Linked DNA regions of Mus musculus: region 2 is linked to region 1. The links are chromatin contacts, called in public Hi-C maps. All regions are on one chromosome and are shown on one strand. Each heading gives the region's core, a stretch centred on a gene start, on an enhancer-like site or on the middle of the called end of the contact. The rest is flanking DNA. Distances are from core to core; before and after follow the strand shown.

Evidence for each region. Hi-C and Micro-C count contacts between places; a contact is called where the count stands out from the background.
Region 2: a Hi-C map of the G1E-ER4 cell line shows a contact between it and region 1, with 2.0 times the contacts expected there. The contact joins two enhancer-like sites. A contact is called at or near these places in 5 of 39 promoter capture datasets (the HPC-7 cell line, cranial neural crest, embryonic stem cells and 2 more), 5 of 484 Hi-C or Micro-C datasets (the G1E-ER4 cell line, the HPC-7 cell line and cardiomyocytes) and 5 of 115 datasets of contacts at active chromatin or transcription factors (acute myeloid leukemia, bone marrow-derived macrophages and embryonic stem cells).

What each region holds. Positions count from the first base shown.
Region 1 is chr1:151,099,240-151,105,536 of GRCm38.p6, forward strand. All of the region lies in intron 1 of Gm36139 (a long non-coding RNA gene), which reads right to left. Among named protein-coding and RNA genes, the nearest start is that of Gm36077, 18 kb to the left of the region's middle. Within about 2 kb of position 3,987, at least 42 of the 459 cell types and tissues checked have an H3K27ac peak or open chromatin away from gene starts, as enhancers often do. A contact at or near this core is called in the G1E-ER4 cell line, where this site is marked.
Region 2 is chr1:151,263,170-151,269,466 of GRCm38.p6, forward strand. No RefSeq gene overlaps it. Among named protein-coding and RNA genes, the nearest start is that of Gm46162, 15 kb to the left of the region's middle. Within about 2 kb of position 3,847, at least 3 of the 459 cell types and tissues checked have an H3K27ac peak or open chromatin away from gene starts, as enhancers often do. A contact at or near this core is called in the G1E-ER4 cell line, where this site is marked.

The DNA of each region.
Region 1 (6,297 bases), core at 2,737-5,236:
AGGGGCTGGGGAGTTAAGACAAGGTCTCACTAGCTGGCTGGGAACTCATTATATAGACCAGGTTGGCCTGGAACTCCCAGAGACCTGCTTGGTTTTGCCTCTGGAGTCCTAGGATTAAAGGCCTGTTCAACCACACCCAGTTTAGGGTACAAGATTTTAAAAGGTAGAATTATAAACAAATATCATAGAACCGAATGGGCAAATGTTTCATTTCATTTTCTTCCCCTGTAGTTCTACCTGATTCCCAGATGTTCTGGGGCTGAGGGATGGAGTGCTCACTTAGTGTGTGCAAGACCTTGGGTTCAATTCACAACACTGGGGGAAAAAAAACTGCCTCATTCTGCTGTGTACTCAACTAATAGAACTTCTAAAATTCCTTCAAAGAACTAAAAAAGAAAATTTAGAATTATCTGATTTTATCAAATCTATACATTTCCTTTCTCCATGTAGCACAAAGGTCAAAAATTTTCTAGGAATCGTTTTCAGAAAGCAATGGCAGGGCAAACAAAACAAAAAAAACAAAAACAAAACACAACAAAAACCCCTCCAATTCTGGTCACACCAAAAACCTAATTTTACAAACTAGATGATCAGATCTTCAACCATCACTTCTGTAAGCCTTGATGAGCGGGTGAAAGGTTCTGAAAGTATGGAAGGTCCATGTACACACCTGTCAGAAGGACTCGTGCTTCCCACATCAACCATTGCTCCTTCATGCATTTCCAAGTTGCTCATTGAGAACATGTGTGCACCCAGAGATCCACCACCTGGTGACCATTGCAGCTTCTGAGAAATCAATGGGGCAACCTCTCCACTGAGTTCATCAAGCTGCCTCTGAATGAAGCACGTTCCCTTATCTTGTTGAGCCAATGTACAATAATAAACAAAATTCTGCGCCTTAAGTGTCTATGTTGAAGAAAGACACCATCCATTGGTGTGGAGTCAGGTGACTCAGTGCAGCCCATAGACAGCCACATGCCTATGTTGAGGACAGTATAGTCACTGTTCCATGTGGCGAATGCCTAGACAGATCCAGAGATTTTAAGAGACTCTTAAGTTCACCGTCTACACCCATGGTTCTCAACTTTCTTAATGCTGTATCCCTTTAATATACAGTTCCTCCTGTTGTGGTGGCCCTCAACCGTAGAATTATTTTCATTGCTACCGCATAAGTGCAATTTTGCTATTGTTATGAATCGCAATGTAAATATCTGATATGCAGGATATCTGATAGGCGACCTCTGTGAAGGGGTCATTTGTTTCCCAAAAGGGTCACGACCCGCAGATTGAGAAGCGCTGGTCTATTCTTGCTGGTCTATAGCTGCTAGTCTATTCTTGCAAATATTCAGGAGTCTAAATAAAAATGATCCTGAATATCTGCACCGCAAGACTTGGCTGTGAAATCATCAGCAAGAAAGGGCTTCAAAGAGAGACCGCTGTGATTAATCACGTGTTCACATTATCTAGGCATGGAAGACCGACACCGACCGCGCTTTAAACTAACGACAGGGAAAGAAATGAGAAAGTCCCAGATCAGGGAGCACCCATTTATTACAGACATTTGTGAGGAAAGAGGAAAGGCGTCATTTTTCTCAAGTGAAGACTACAGCCATAAATCAGACATGACAAAATGTGTTAGCACTGAGAATGCTGTGCCAATTTAAAAGGAACCACACATTTAAAAAATGGTTTAGTGCTTTGAGCTTGAGGGCAAAAGAGATGGCTCAGTGAATGTGCTGGCTAATTTAATGTCAACTTGGCACAAGCTGTAGTCGTCTGAGAGGAGGGAACCCCAATTGATAAAATGCCTCCATAAGATCAGACTGCAGACAACCCTGTAAGGCATTTCCTTAATTAATGATTGATGGGGGAGGACCCAGCACATTGTGGGTGGTGCCATCCCTGGGCTGGCAGTCCTGGGCTCTATAAGCCAGCAGGCTGAACAAGCCATGGGGAGCAAGCCAGTTAGCCCACCCCGTCCATGGTCTCTGCATCAGTTCCTGCCTCCAGGTTCCTGCTCTGTTTGAGTGTCTGCCCTGCCTTCCTCCAGTGAAGGGTTACAATGTGGAAGTGTAAGCCAAATAAACTCCTTTCCTCTCCATCTATCTTTTGCTCGCCATGTTTCATCACAGCAACAGAAACCCTAACCAGGACAACAGGTAAAGGTGTTTGAACCCAAGCCTGAAGATCTAGCTGGACACTTGAAACCCACAAGATAGAAGGATAGATCTGTCTGTTTCAAGTTGTTCTCTGACCGCCACGTGCAGTTGCAAACGTACACACAATAAATAAATAAGCCAATAGCTAAAGATCATTCAGTGTTTTGAGCATTTTTAAAAATAATTTTTAAAATAATTCCCAGAAAAAAAGAAAAACAACAATAAAATTCCCATGTGCCCTCTGCCCCACAGAGGCAGTTTCCCCTTATCAGCATCCTTACACACACACCAGAGTGGTACATGTTTTATGACTGATAAGCCCCCACAGACATATCATCATCACCAAAAGGGCAAGGCTTATTTGGTGGGGTTTACCCTTGATGTACATTCCATGATTTTTACCAGTGTCTAATGGTGCAGACCCACCAGGACAATACCACACAGAGATGCTTCACTGCCTAAAGTTCGTTTCTCTCCACACAGCTCATTTCTCTCCCATGTTCATGTGTGGAAAATATATAGAAAAATAGACAGAGATACATGTGCAAGCACATGCTAAATATGGTACCTATATACAACATCCTAATGGTAGCTTGAGCTAAGAAAATACTCACAATAGCTTATTTGGGGATAGTAATTATAACTGTACTATGCAGAGTTTCTGCAGAAAACAAATGAAACTCTTCAAGTAATTTGAGAAGTGTATTAAGGGGCACGTTTGCGAGGTTCTGATAGAGAACCTTACAGGTGTTGGGGTGAACCCTACCAGTCATCAGGGCTAGCAATGCCTAGGACAGGAAGCTTTGTAGAGAGAGTTAAGGGAAGGAGACTGCTAGCCACAGGCTGGGGCCTTCACTCAAGAAGTGCAGCTAGCTGGCAGCCACCCCATGGGAGTGGGGGTTGGGGGAAGTGGGGCATAAATGACCTGAACTCACGCTGACATAACTCAAGGGATGGTCAGAAGGCAGGGGGGGGCTTTGGATAAAAGCAACCTCACCAGCTACTCACAGAGGTAAAGAAAGATGGACTGGAAGAGACAAATGGGGTGACTTAATGTTTCCTCTTTATTCTTACTTGAATTTTCTATAGTTTTTCCCAAGGACCACAAAGGACAAGCATATAGATCTCATCTCTGGGTTATTTTTCCATTCCTGCCACTTCTGCAGAGAGTTTGGATGAAAAATAAAACGTAGCTGAGAGTCCAAAAGCCATTAAGCTAAGCAAAGGGAATAGGGGTTGATAAATGTATAGGGATCAGAGCAGAAGAAGTGGTTCTGGGGAGGAAAGTCATGTTGATGACTAAAGCAAATAGCCCCCCAAGTCGATCTGTCCCCCTCCACAGCAATGCACATTGAAGGCTTACGATGGAATTATGATAACTTCTGAAGAAATTTTTAATATACATCTCTGGGTCGGCTTAGACACAAACCATCCGCCCTCGGTAAAACGCTCTTGCCACGGTCTTTTTCCGCATTCTGGAAACATTTGGTCTTCTCATGTCTCTGATCTAAATATATCTTCTCTCAAAGCCCAAATGCAATTTATTTTGCAACTGTGCAAAATCAAATCGAACCCACATCTGGTAGATCTCACAGATGTGACTCGTTCCAGCACAAGCAAACGTCAAACCAAGCAACCCACGGTCGGTCACCAGCTAATTGCATGCAGGTGATGTGAAGAGTAAGGTCTGTCTCCACATCCCCAGAGCTGGGCTCCAGAGTCTTCATCAGCTGCCCCTCTGTGTCGCTCGGGCATCTGCACTGATCCAGTAGAGGGCAGTGACAGACGCAGGAGCCTGGCCCTAGGTAAGAACTCCCCAGTAATGCCTCATCTAAGCAAAACAGAAGGGTCACCTGAGTTCATTTCTCCCATCATGCTCTGGTCTGTGGCTGCTCCCTCAGGAGCCCTGCAGCCATTATCAGCAGTCATGAGAACAGAAAGTATGACCTTCACCTCAAACTGCAGCCCTAAAAACAAACTACAGCAGCTGCTGCTACAACAAGACACAATATATGACTTAGCTGTATATTTCAGGCTTAAGACACTCCTGGGTGAGATATGCAGGGGAGGGGGCGCATTGCTGTTAAAGGGACAGTGAGAGAGTCCCTTAGACCCAAAGCAGATGTCCAAATCTAAACAAGAGGGAACTCGAAGCAGGAGATAATCCATATTGGTCCTTAGCAAGCCTGTGGCTCTTTAATTAAACCAACCAATACGGTTAACGCAAGAGAGATGAACTCAATTATGAACAGGCAAAAGCATGTTTCACTTTGCCGATGTCGAATAAGCTGTGCAAATTATTAGCATGGGTTATCAGTTGGGAGACAGCTCTGGAGACTTCCAGCTCTATGAGTTTCTGAACTAATTGATTTAAGACAAGCTGGAGACAAGCATTGTGCAAGAAGCTCCCTAGTGAAACTAACTTTTCCTGCTAACGAAAACAGCTTAAGTAATTTGAATTGCACCATGTAGATGCAATCAGGAGTTAGTCCTTTCAATGACAGCTAAAAATAGAGAGACAGCACATTGGAAATATGGGAGCTGAAAGAGACTCTCAGCACTACTGCTTTTAATTTGTTTAAGCAGTGGAAGCCTTTTAAAAATAAACCCTATGGGTATCCTCATCATATTGTAGACATTTGAAGAGAATCCTAATGTAGATGTTTTAGTAAACTAACTTTCCATTAAATGCTCTAAAGTCAGTGACTAGGAACAAGGAGACAGATAAGGTCAAGGGTTATAGATGCCTTGTAAATAAGGTCATCAAAACTCAATTCTAGGGCTTTTTTTTTTTTTTTTTTTTTTTTTTGCAAATACATTTGTAGATGATGACAGTGGCTGCTTTGGCTAAATCACAGTAAATGCCAATGGATGCCTTGTATCGGTCTTTCTGGAAATCTTGGGATATTCTTAAAGTTTAATTAGAGACCAAAATGGTTTAATTCCAAAATACACATTGAAATGAGCTTTTACTGTGTCCTGCCTAAGCTATCTCGAGTTAAAAGTGTTTGAAATGATTGTGGTAAAGATGGGTGTACACAGTGAAACGAGATGGAATAAAGCCCGCCCCTCTGCTTCCTGGGTTCAAAACTCAGCCCTACTTGTCCAGTTGCCTTCTCTATGAGCAGCTGTCTAACCTCCAGCCAATGAATGCCTTCCAGACCTGGTATCTGCAACCATTCCACAGGCAGCTCCCCAGCCCTCTCCTCAACAGCTGGCTGGAGAGAGGGTCGCTGAGTGGTTAAGCAGGAACACAACTTTAAAACGGAAAGAGTTCCTGAAGGCCTGAAGTTCTGGAGGTTCATGGAGAAGACCATCCACAAAAGACAGTCCAGGAACATTTTTTAATTTTTTTATTATTAATTTTAAAAAAAATTTATTAATTTTTTTCAATGCCTACTTTTAATGATTTTTTTTCTTTTTTAATTATCTTTTTTATTAGATATTTTCTTTAATTACATTTCAAATGTTATCCCTTTTCCTGGCTTCCCCTCTGAAAATCCCCTATTCCCTTCCCCCCCACCCCTGCTCCCCAACCCATCCACTCCCACTTCCCTGTCTTGGGATTCCCCTACACTGGGACATCAAGCCTTCTCAGGGCCAAGGGCCTCTCCTCCCATTGATGTTCGACAAGACCATCCTCTACTACATATGCGGGTGGAGCCATGGATCCCTCCATGTGTACTCTTTGGTTGGTGGTTTAGTCCTCCACAGGAACATTCTTAACAATTTTGAAAAACCAAGACATCAACCAAGGCTTGGGAGCTTATTGTGGTGGTAGTATTACTTACACTTACTATTCAAAGCAAATATGAAAACACTATCTAATCAAATGTTTACTAAGCACCCAGATCTTCTATCCCAAAGCCATACTTTAAAAACAGAAGAACTTTGATTCAAACTTCTTGCAAGAGTTTCTTGCTACAGGAAGGAGAATTTCACTCAAAGTCGCCAAAAAGGAAGTCTTCTAGGAACTCATCCGGATGCTAACACAATCAAGACAGCCTCTATTTTTATGCTTCTTATGTAACTGTGTGAGAGGCTACTTGTGCCCCACCTCCACCCCACCACCACTCCCTCCAACCTACAAATGCAATCATCCTGGCTTGGTCCCCTTTCCAAAGCCTTGTGACACTCA
Region 2 (6,297 bases), core at 2,597-5,096, 160 kb after region 1:
TTCCACCCTCCCACAAATCAACTCCCTCTCAATATAACTTTACCACGTCTACTTGTCTATTTTCCCACCCCTTGGATAGGTTGTTTCTGTGAGGTTTTTTTTTTTTTTGTTTGTTTTTTTTGTTTTTTTTTTTTTTCTTTCATTAACAGAGTGTAGAGGGAGAAATATTTTCCCAGGAGCCCTGCACACCTCTGTTTCACTCTCCCTCTCAGCCTCCTACTGCTGCTGTAATAAATAAGTCTCAGGACCGATGAGCAATACACAGCCCAGACAACCTCACTGTCCCAACCTACAATCAACTAACCAGCAGGCATATGATTAAGGCTCCGCCAAAACAAACCAACAAGCAGACACTCTGCCTCTTGACCGTAGTCCATAGGCAAGCCTGGTAATGTAAGCCTGGTCCTCCTACGAGTGGAAGGACCCGCTGACCTGTGGACTCTGGAGCAGTAATAAAAGATGGCTGGTTTTTAGTGACTCAGTTTGGGAAGGGGTGACAGTTCTCACTTAGCAGGAGGTTACTAAGGCTTATACCATTTCCAGAACTGTGGTATCTAAGGAAATAGTATCACAGGGCAAGATCCTTTCATCTTTAAAACAAACTGTTTTTCAGTGCTAGGAATAGAAGTTGGAGTCTTACTCACGCTAGGTGTTTAGTTATGGTTACTGTTGCTGCGATGAAATGGCCAGGACCAAAAGCCACTTGGGGAGGAGAGGGTTTATTTTGCTCACAGTTCCCTATAACAACAGGTCATCATCAAAAGCAGTGGGATTAGGAATTCACTCAGGGCTGGAACCTGGAGACAGGAGCTGATGCAGACAGAGGCCATGGAAGGATGCTCCTATTTAATGATTTGCTCAGCCTGCTTTTAAATAGAGCCCAGGACCACCAGCCCACGGATGGCTTCACCCATAATGGGCTAGGCCCTCCCTCATCAATTTCTAATTTTCTTAAAATGCCTTACAACCTTGCCTGCAGCCCAGTCTTATGAAGGCTTTTTCTCAATTGAGGTTCTCTTCTCTCAGACAACTTTGGCTTGTGTCAAGTTGTCATAAAACTGTCCAGCACACTAGGTAAGTTTTCTACCATTTTGCTGTATTTGTGCTCTAATAAGTAATTTTTAAAATGATTTATTTTATGTATGTGAGTACACTGTCACTGTCTTCAGACACACCACAAGAAAGCACTGGATGCCATTACAGATGGTTGTGAGCCACCATGTGGTTGCTGGGAATTGAACTCAGGACCTCTGGAAGAACAGACAGTGCTCTTAACTGTTGAGCCATCTCTCCAGCCCTCTTTTTTTTTTTCAATAGGTAATTTTGTAAAGGATTTTAATATCTCAAATGCTTGTTAAGTCTGCATAGTAGAGACTGGAGAGATGGCTTAGCAGTTAAAAGCAAATATTGCTCTTTCAAAGGACCAGAGTCCAGTTCCCAGCACCCACATCAGGCAGCCCACAACAGCCTAAAAGTTCAGTTCCAGGAGAATGCAAAGTGTCTGGTCTCCAAGGGCACCTGTGTTCCCCTTCCATACCCACCCACAGACACACAGACACACGGACAGACACACAGACTGGAAATGAAAACAGATCTCACTTTACTATCTTCTTCGTAGTAGTAACCTGGCGGTCCGCTCTGATGTTGTCCTGTTACTGTGGACACTTGGAATGACCCTTCGGCAGTGTCACAAAACAGGTGGCCAGTGTTTCCACCTCTGTTAAAACCATGTTTGTATGAATGCAGGAGACCTGACTAAAAGACTCTCCCCGTCATTAGTTTCCCACGTGGACTGTCTACACAGAACCTTGGACATACTGGCTGTTATGTAACTGACCTCATGGACCACAGTGACTCACACTGAGCATGTATTTTGGTCACACCCCATGGTGTGGTAACTCATAAACAAGAGCTGGGGAAAAAATATCAAACCTTCAATTAATCAGAACTTAAGAAGTGATTTCTTTCATGAAGAAAAAAAAAATCCAATTTTAGCAGGAAACAAATCGGCATCAAAAATTTTCTTTAATTTTCAAATTGACTCCTCAGGCTGGTACAGACTCTTACATTAACGTTCTCATATTTAATATTAAGGGGGAAGACTGCATAAGCCTCCTGAAGACTATATTTGCCAAAGACTAAGATAAATGGATTTTCTATTTGATTTTTATTTAACCATAAAAGAAAAATATATAATTCATCTGTCATTCCGTCCCACTGAGCAATGATGTTATTATTGAAGTAGAATTGTTTATTTTCATTATGTGAGAAATAAAATATTTAAAAAGCATTCATACCACAATAGAATACAGAAATGGGAATTATAAATAATCTACTGGAAATTGAGCCTGCCCATAACTCCAACTCCTCCTTTTAAAAAAAACAAACAAACAAACAAACAAAGATTTCCAAGGAATTAGTATGTTCCATTCTAACAGGATCCATTTTATCCTAAGCCACACAATTGAATCAAAATAAAACATGCCTGTGCTCAAAATTTTGGGCCACAGCATGAAGCAGCAGTAACAAGTTCCTCTGTCTTTACAGGCGGGAGCGTAAAGAATCTCTTTCCACAGGAAAGAATGGAGAAGTCTGTGCAAACGTCAAATCAGGTGGCAAGATATGAGAGCAGACAGCTGTAACCGAAGACAAGAGCAGAGAAGGACTTAGAAGAGACCATGAGAGGCAGGCAGTAGGAGTGAAAAGGATATACTCTGAAATCCTGCAAATTATACAGCAGCCAAGGCAGCAGAGTCGGTCAAGGCTACACACTGCTGAACATGAATTAATTATTTATAAACAGAAGGGCAGGCTAGTCCTTTCTCTACCACTCGTGTATTAAACTTACTAATGGCCCCCTTTCCTCGCCAAGGCTTCTACCATCTCTAATGATTAAGATGCAGTTGTATTAATTGGACTTTAGTGTGACTTCTATTGTTTGGTGTTTTAACACAGAGCTATATTCCCCTGGTTGGCCCAAGATTCCTTATGTAAAGTATCCTGGTCTTGAACCATAGCAATCTTTCAGCGCCTGCCACTTTAGTGCTGGAACAAGAGACACGTGACACCATATCTGGCCTAAAAGCTTAATTTTTAATAAGAAATGATTATAGAGCTTCAAAAAGTTGGGCTATTGGTCATGGAGTCCAAGAGATGCCCGAAACACTATAGGCTATCACTGTTCCCCTTGGTTGTCTCTCAGTCTAAAGGTAAGTCTTTACTGTTGAGGGCACCATTCATATTGCATTCATATCGCACACAGGACTCAGAAGACCCGAGCTGGATCTGACCTGAGAGCCTCCCCCCTGAACACTAGCTTTCGCAGTGACATGGAAAGGTCATACGCAAGCTTCCAACAGTCCTACCTACCTGTGATACACCTATGAACTAAATGACAATCAGCATGCCATTACATCCCTGAGTGTGCAATAGTGGGACTCTTTTTTTTTTTTTTTTTTGGCAGTAACCAACACAGTCTATTTGAATATGAGGCCCATTCAACGTGAGGGAAGTCATGTACTGGAAACCTAACCAACTATCCACGGATCTTAGGAAGGAACTTTATACCTGAACTTTTACCAAACCAGCACAATTTCTAACTACATTTATCCTTTCACCTACAGATAAATATTTCTCATCCCTCATCAAAGAAACTTCTCTTTGCAACAGGTGGAGGCCGTGACAGAAAACCACAACTCATTAAAAGGCAGAGAACATCTGATCATGGGTTGCCCTGGCCTCGACTGATATGTCTACAACACAACTCCTACATCAAAAGCTTAAGGAACATCATAGTAGAAAATGTGGAAGCATTGTAAGAGCCAGAGGACCAGTACTTCTGCTGTGAGATTGCATGCCCTAGAAATGACAGGTAGGCTTCAACAATATGGATGTCGGAACAAAACCTGAACAAGCACAACCCCACTAGGCAAGCTGACATGGAAAGGGGAAGACGCATAGGGACCTGCAGCCATAGACAAAGAGAACTACAGCCAACCAAGGAACACGGAGAGAGGGATAACTCATCTCTCCCAGGCATAAGCCTGCAATTGGTTATCAACACCAATTAGTCAGTATAGTCATATGCATACAAGTGACACTAATCGACAGACCAAGTTGTATTGATCTATAGATACATACACCTATACATATATGTGGGGGGCAGGGAGGTGGGGAAAGAAGCCATGAATGTATGAGGCAAGTGGTAAATGGGAAGGGTTGGAGGACAGAAAGGGAAGGGAGAAAGGATTATGTTTTCACTTACAAAATGAAAGCTAGGCAGCGGTGGCACACGTCTTCAGTCCCATCACTTGGGAGGCAGAGGCAGGCAGACCTCTAAGTTCCAGGCCAGCAAAGTGAGTTCCGGGACAGTCAGGGCTATACAAAGAAAGCCTGTCTCCTAGAAAAAACAAAATAGATAGATAGATAGATAGATAGATAGATAGATAGATAGATAGATAGATAGATAGATAGATAGATAAATTTAAATTAAAAAATAGCATAGCAAAAAGACCACAGGGCTGAATCAAATATCCCAACGTCTGAAAAAAAACAAAGATCAAAAGCGTGTGACAATAATAGTGAAGACAGGGTTGATGAGATGGCTCAGCTAGTCACAGCGCTTGCCACCAAGCCTCACAACCTGGTTTTGATCCCTAGGATCCACACAGCAGATGGAAAGAATCCACTCCTATAAGCTGTCCTCTGACCACCACATATGTGCTATGGCGTGCATGTAAACGCACACATGACAGATAAACGAAATGTGATTTAAATTATAATAAAAGTGGAAATGAACAGGGCAGAGCTGGGGGAGATGGCACATGCGGATGTTGGGACCACAAAGATCCGTGGGCTCCCAGATAAACACAGCCAGGTATGTTAAACGCACAGGATTGCTCCTTCAACGGGAGATGCATAACCTGGTTTTCCACCCAGAAGGCTGGGAACGGAGGCGGTTAACAGCCCGGTGATCTGTTATTTCCATTTTATAGATGTGGAAACTGACGCACAAATCTGAGCCCCTGATTTGATCTCCCACAGTCTGAATCTAAACCTTCAAAGAAGAAACCATCACCGTTAGCAAAAAATGAGAGGTCTCAGCCTCCACTGGAAATAGGATTGAGGACTTAGAGGAGGCATCGGAGGGGCTGTTGTCCCTCTCCGGACAACATCCGCGTTCACAGTCCGGGTCAAACAGATTCAGAGAATTCTAATGTAACTCTCCCTCCCTTCAAAAAGTAGAGTCAGAGGAAAATGACCCAATGGAATGGGTAGGCAAGATGAGGTAGATTAAAATATTCCAGATTTTACCATTCCCCAGGGCCCCAGGAAGAATCAGGGAAAAAATTAAGGCCTAGAATAGTCTGTCCAAGAAGGACTTACAGCTGTCACGTGACTGGATGGTCTTTGCTACAGAACAACAACAACAACAACAACAACAAAAAGAAAAACCAAACTCTCCAGTGAAAGTGTAAAACCGCCAGGCATGGTGGCTCACGCCTTTAATCCCAGCACTTGGGAGGCAGAGGCAGGTGAATTTCTGAGTTCGAGGCCACCCTGGTCTACAGAGTGAGTTCCAGGACAGCCAGAGCTACACAGAGAAACCCTGTCTCAAAAGACAAAAACAAAAAACAAACAAAAAACCCGAAAAGAAAAAGAGAGTGTAAAACTTCCATCCGGCCTGCGAGTTACTCCAACCTCAAAACGCAGCCTCCAAATCTATGGCACTCTCTGAATGGACGGGCACCGGGATGTGCAGCGGCAACCTGGAACTGGGAGGATTGAAAGTTCCTGACCATCCTCAGCTACATAAGGAGCTTGGGGCCAGCCTGGAATACATGAAGCTTTATAAGAAGAAAGGAGGGGTGGGAGGGAGAAACGAAGGGACTCTGTAGAAGAAACCACAACCTAAGGAAAATTACAGGATTCTCACAGACAAACATTTTTTTAAAATGAACTCAATAAATTGCAAAATTTAAAAAGAAAACATAGGGACTAGTGAAATGGCTCACACTGTGTGACACACACATACATGCACGCACGCACGCACGCATGCACGCACATAAAATAAATAACATACAAAAATAAATGCATAAATAATAAGACTAGAAAATAAGCCAGAGGTGGATGAAAGGATATTTCAAAACATTTCAGGAGCAGGAGGACTGAACAAAGGATAGGGAGTGTGAGAATAGACTCAACATCCAATGCATTTTGAATCTTAAAAATACATTTTATGTGGAAATTTTAAAAATAAATATTTTTGTGTGAAAATTTTAGGAATAAGTAAGTTTT